2 separate regions of the Oryctolagus cuniculus genome follow, and region 1 is linked to region 2. The links are chromatin contacts, called in public Hi-C maps. All regions are on one chromosome and are shown on one strand. Each heading gives the region's core, a stretch centred on a gene start, on an enhancer-like site or on the middle of the called end of the contact. The rest is flanking DNA. Distances are from core to core; before and after follow the strand shown. Region 1 has its middle 18 kb from the start of GPRC5A. Region 2 overlaps APOLD1 (apolipoprotein L domain containing 1).

What was found. A called contact is a pair of places that touch in the nucleus more often than the background predicts.
Region 1: a Hi-C map of skin fibroblasts shows a contact between it and region 2, with 4 times the contacts expected there. The contact joins two enhancer-like sites. A contact is called at or near these places in 3 of 6 Hi-C or Micro-C datasets (embryonic fibroblasts, skin fibroblasts and an unstated tissue).

Annotation. Positions count from the first base shown.
Region 1 is chr9:110,542,101-110,544,800 of mOryCun1.1, forward strand. No RefSeq gene overlaps it. Among named protein-coding and RNA genes, the nearest start is that of GPRC5A, 18 kb to the left of the region's middle. Within about 2 kb of position 1,286, at least 4 of the 8 cell types and tissues checked have an H3K27ac peak or open chromatin away from gene starts, as enhancers often do.
Region 2 is chr9:110,433,727-110,436,426 of mOryCun1.1, forward strand. APOLD1 (apolipoprotein L domain containing 1) reads left to right here. Exons shown (of 3, transcript XM_051850268.2): 3 at 881-2,700. The coding sequence starts at 1,059. The coding sequence ends at 1,799. Among named protein-coding and RNA genes, the nearest start is that of DDX47, 24 kb to the right of the region's middle. Within about 2 kb of position 1,410, at least 3 of the 8 cell types and tissues checked have an H3K27ac peak or open chromatin away from gene starts, as enhancers often do.

The DNA.
Region 1 (2,700 bases), core at 36-2,535, 110 kb after region 2:
GGAGACCTGGATTGATTTCCCAGCTCCTGCCTTTACAGCCCAGCCATGGCTGTTGTGGGCATTTGGGGGAGTTAACTAGTGGATGGGAGATCTTTGTCTACCTCTCTAATAAATAAAAAAAAATTTTTTTTTAAATCCCCAAACTTAATAGGATCTGGGAATGGCAGCCATCCCTGGGAACGTATTTTCTTTCTAAGAAAAAAAGTGGTCAGTGAGACTGAGCAAGTGGGCTGTGGCCTCAGTGAATTCTCCAGAAGCACTTGTCACCGCCCTTGGCTGTCAGCTCATCTCCAGGTCTCACGTCTTCTGCACATGTCTAAACTCCTCTGTTATTGAGACGATGTTTCAGGGGCTCTTCGCCTTGGAGAAGAGGAGTCCAAAGCTCTTCCTGGCGCCCCCATCTCCAGCTGGGCTGCATTAGATCGTGCTGAAAGCGTAGCCCCGCCTGGTGCCTGGGGGACGCCAGGTGATTGATAGCAGGGAAACAAAGTGCTGTCTCCTTGGAACTAAGTGGGGATAATGAAATAAAGCTTGACGATCTTTGTCATTTTTCATTGTCAGAAGAGAAAGAACCTGTGCCTCTGATTCACCGGGCAGTGCTGCCATACCCTCTGCTTCCACTGGATGGCGGTAAAACCCCAGGTTTGAGCCCTCAGGGACTCAGCCCTGTCAGCCACAGACCTGCAAAGTTGCTTTTCTGTGAAGCCAGCTGCAGCTAAAGGCCAAGGGGTGGGGGTGGGGGGCGTTTAAAAGGCTTTCCTTGCGTGTTTGTGCTCAGTCCTTTGGCAGAATTTCTTTGCCCTTTGTCTTCTTTTCGTGAAACTCTGCGAGGCGTATCCGGCCTATTTGCATGCAGTCTGGCGTCTTTACAGATAATCATCTCATAGGCTGCTGTTATTAATGTGAAGTCATATTTACAGGGTGAGAACCTTGGCTTCATGTTTGAAAAAGTGTGCCAAAACGGAGAGCTCAGGCTGACCCTGGACATGCAAGCGTCAGCCCCATTCCGCTGCACACCCGCCCCCGCCCCGTGCGTCCTGAGTTTCCTTCCTTTATTTCCAGATGTGAACTTTTTGCCAGGAGCTGACCGGTACCCAGCTGGTCTTTCCTTTCCTTGCCCGCCTCCTTCTGTTGCTACCGTTGTTTGCAGGTTTACTCACCACCCAGCCCCATGTGAAACATGGGATTACTTCAGACTGGGAGGCGACAGCAGCAGAAAAAATTTTTTCTCAAGTGTGGAGCGCTGAGACTCCTTGGTTTGTAGACTGCTACCCTTAGAAGTTCTGTGGCCTGGCCTTGTGGTTGTTTTCTGGAATTCCTTCTGTTCAGGCAGACCAAAGCTTTGCCCTTCTTGGCTCTAGGAGTTTCTAAGGGCACAGATGCATCCTTGTGGCAAATGTGTGGGTGCTTGACCCTGAGTGCCGCAACCTTCAGATTTCTAGAACCTTCCTGATCTTTCTGGAACACTCCAGAACCTAAGATTTGAGAGTTTGGGCCCTCCTTTTGGAGAAGAGGAAACTCAGGGCTGGTGGAGTTAAAACCACCAGGACCAGATTTCTGGGTCTCTGCTCTTTCTGCTGTAGATATGTGGTCAGTTCTAGACCCTTTCCCCAAGGGAGTATTGAGTAAAAAAAAATCAGATGAAATGAAATGAAATGACATATATTTTAAGCATTCCTCTTGTTTTCCTTTGCCCATTTGCCTTTTCTTCCCTTGATTTCTCCTCTGGTCGTCTTCTCTCCTCTACGTAAGCCATGGGGAGAGGGAGTGGGTGAGAACTGTGGGGAGCAATCCGGACTGGACTAAGTTACTGGAATTAAGACTTATTCTATGCATCTGCTCTCCCACAATATGGCGCTGGGAGAGAAGAAAACAGCTTCTGCACAGCTGCCTCCAGTTCAATCAATAAACTGTAGGACTTGCTCCTGATTGGAGAGCAGCGTACTCGGCGTGTGGGCAGCCGAGTTAGGATTGGCGGAGGAGGACTATAAAGGAGGAGAGAGACGGCATGCACCAGGAACATCTAAGGGGAACATCTAGCTGAAGGAGCACCTGTGCAGCCCCCGAGACGAGCCGGCCGGCGGTGTGCCGCTCCCCTGCGGAAGTGGGGAATGTGGCCAGGGGGAACTGCCCTTCCACGGAGGTGGAAGGGATAGTAGCCAACCCAGGAAGAACCAGCAGCAAACCCGGGGAGGGCCGAGCAGACGAAAGAACAGCGCAGGGTCCTGTGTTGCTCCTCCACGAAGAGGGGGAGCGACATAATGGTGCCGTGACTCGGATATGAAGCCTAGGCAGGGTTTGGTGTCGTTCCTCCACGAAGAGGGGGAGCGACAAGAACGGATGTTTTCTGGTTAACTATAGGTCCTTTGCTTCTTGGGAATGTAGGTTGTCAAAGCAGGAACCGCGACACGAGGCAAAGAGTTCGTCTTCATTTTCCCCGGCCCATGGGATAATCCTTCAACTTCCTTGGGACCAGTTTCGAGTCAGAACTCCACACTCTCTTCTCTGTGTGGAGGAACCAGGGGGCAGGGGCCACACCCCTGGAGAATCCCTCACTCCCTGTGGTGTGTGGGAGAGCACAGGAGGAGGGAGTCCTTGGAACGTTTTTGGAAGTAACTGTGTTTCTAACCCCCTAACTTGAGCCATGTGTCTCAATCACCAAGTTCAACCACTATCTTCAACAGGAAGGAAAATGAACTT
Region 2 (2,700 bases), core at 160-2,659:
TGGAAATGGGCACGTGAGATCAGCAGCTGTGTGTCAGGAGACCTGGCTTCTAGGCTCTGTGAAGAGTCAGCTGTCTCTAGAGTGTGTCTCTGTTTCAACTTCCTCATCACCCAGGTGAGAATGAATTCTGCCCTGATATCTCATGGTTTTGAAATGCTCTATGTCTATGACTTATCTGCCACTAGAAATTCCTAAGAAAGAGGAGGACAGTGGATACCAAGGCAAGAACCCCTGGCGAGCAGAAAAGATGGGCTTTTTACCCTAGGACATACCATTTTCTCCATTTCCTCCCATTGGTTTCAATCCATCAAGGTACCAGGCGGCTCTCAGTGACTGGTAGAGCAAACACATGTTGGCCACTTAATTTTGCTGTCAGCCACTTTCAAAACAAAGAGAGCCACAATGGTATTAATTTAATAGTTTTAATTAAACTTTTGCCAAATATTGAGCTATCTGAAGACCAGATGTGCCCCAGCTGGAATCAGTGACCCCAACCACACCTTAGGCTGGATGAATATTTAGCCAAGAATTGCTTCATGTGAGCACCAGGCTTGGCTTCTTATGGACAATATGACTTTTTTCACCTATGACAGAGAAAGGGGGAGAGGTGGAACAGGGAGGAGGGGGGAGGGAGGAAGAGAGAGAGAAATTGTGTTCCAAATCTCCCTTGCCCAAAACTATAACGAAAGAGCTTCGCAAGCCGTGCAATCCACCACTTGTGAGGCTCTTTCAAACAGAGCTACGGCTTCAGGATTGGCGTAGCCATCTAATGCCCTCTCCCATCACGCCAAGCCCAGCTCTTGCTTAACAGATAGTGGACGCAGTCCATCACCAGGGTTCCCCGGGGAAGACGCTCAAAGAGCATTATTCCTATTCGCAGATGCGGACCTGAGGAACAGAGGACCCGTGATTCCCGCTCAGATCCCAGCGCCGGCTCCCGCGGACTTGACCCGCTTCCCGCAAGGTGGCAGTAGCGGCTCCGCGGAACTTCGACGACCCCCAGCTTGAGGACGGCGGCGAGGCCCCTGGCTGACCGCGCCTCCGAGTCCGCGCAAGCCATGCAAGGCCCGGCGGCCTGGGAGCGGCGGGACGCCGACGCGCTGCGGCGCTTCCAGGGGCTGCTGCTGGACCGGCGCGGCCGGCTGCACGGCGAGCTACTGCGCCTGCGCGAGGTGGCGCGGCGCCTCAAGCGCCTCCGCCGGCGCTCCCTGGCGGCCAACCTGGCGGGCAGCTCGCTGAGCGCGGCGGGCGCTGTGGCCGCCGTCGTGGGGCTCTCCCTCAGCCCGGTCACGCTAGGGGCCTCGCTGCTGGCGTCCGCCGTGGGGTTGGGGGTAGCCACGGCCGGAGGGGCCGTCACCATCACGTCCGACCTCTCCCTGATCTTCTGCAACTCCCGGGAGCTACGGAAGGTGCAGGAGATCGCGGCCACGTGCCAGGACCAGATGCGGGAGCTCCTGAGCTGCCTCGAGTTCTTCTGCAGCTGCCACGGGCGCGGGGACCGCCAGCTGCTGCAGAGCGGCAGGAACGCCTCCATGGCCCTGTACAACTCCGTCTACTTCATCGTCTTCTTCGGCTCACGCGGCTTCCTCGTCCCCAGGCGGGCAGAGGGGGCCACCAGGGTGAGCCAGGCCGTGCTGAAGGCCAAGATTCAGAAACTGGCCGAGAGCCTGGAGTCCTGCACGGGGGCCCTGGACGAACTCAGCGAGCAGCTGGAGGCCCGGGTCCGGCTCTGCACCAAGTCCAGCCTCGGCCACGACCTCAAGATCTCAGCTGACCCGCCCGCGGGGCTGTTTTTCTGAGAACATCCTTTCCCGCCCATGACCGAGGCCAGACGCCATCCCCATGGGATGCTCCAAATCTGTAACTCCCGCAGGAAAACCCTGAGCTGAGTGCAAAGACTGAGGAAAACTGTGCCAAGCGGGAGGGTCTCCAAGGCCCTTTACCCTCACGTGTGACTTCCTGTCTGGGTTTGGGGGCTGCGGACTTTTGCGTGTTCCTGAGGGACAATGTGAACTGAAACCTTTTCCCCTTTTCTGTCTTCCACAGTGGGAGACACTCCTGTTTCAAAGTCATTTGGGGTGGGACGGAGGAGGCAAGGGCTCACTACCATGGTGGCTTTTATTTTTAAATTTTTATTTCTTTATTTTTTATTTATTTGAAAGGCAGAGAGACAGATAGCGATCTTCTGTCTACCGGTTCACTCTCCAGATGCCTGCTACAGCCAGGGCTAGGTCAGACAGAAGCAAGTAGCCCAGAAATCAATCTGGATTTCCCACATTGGTGGCAGGGGCTCAAGTTCTTAGAACATCACCTGCTGCCTCCTAGGGTGTGCATCGGCAGGATGCGGCATTGGAAGCAGAGCTGGGCCTGGAATCCAGGCACTCTGACATGGGATGAGGCCCCTGCACCATATGCCTGCCCCTGCTCTGGTGGTTTGAGCTGAGACTGGAGAGGATACCCCCCCCCCCCCGTCCCCTCCAAATTCCACTAGGCTTTGATGTCCTCAAAGTGCCCCTAAGAGGAGACACCTGTTTTTAAGCCGCTCTTCCAGAGTTTGTGGTAACAAGGAATTTCAGAACCCAGAGCAAACCTGCGCCTCATTAAGCTTCATAGGAAGATTCAGGACCCAGAGAGGGACCTGGAACTGGCTTGCCCCGCTCCTCCCTCCAGTAGCCTGGGAATGGAGCTGACTTTTCCTGG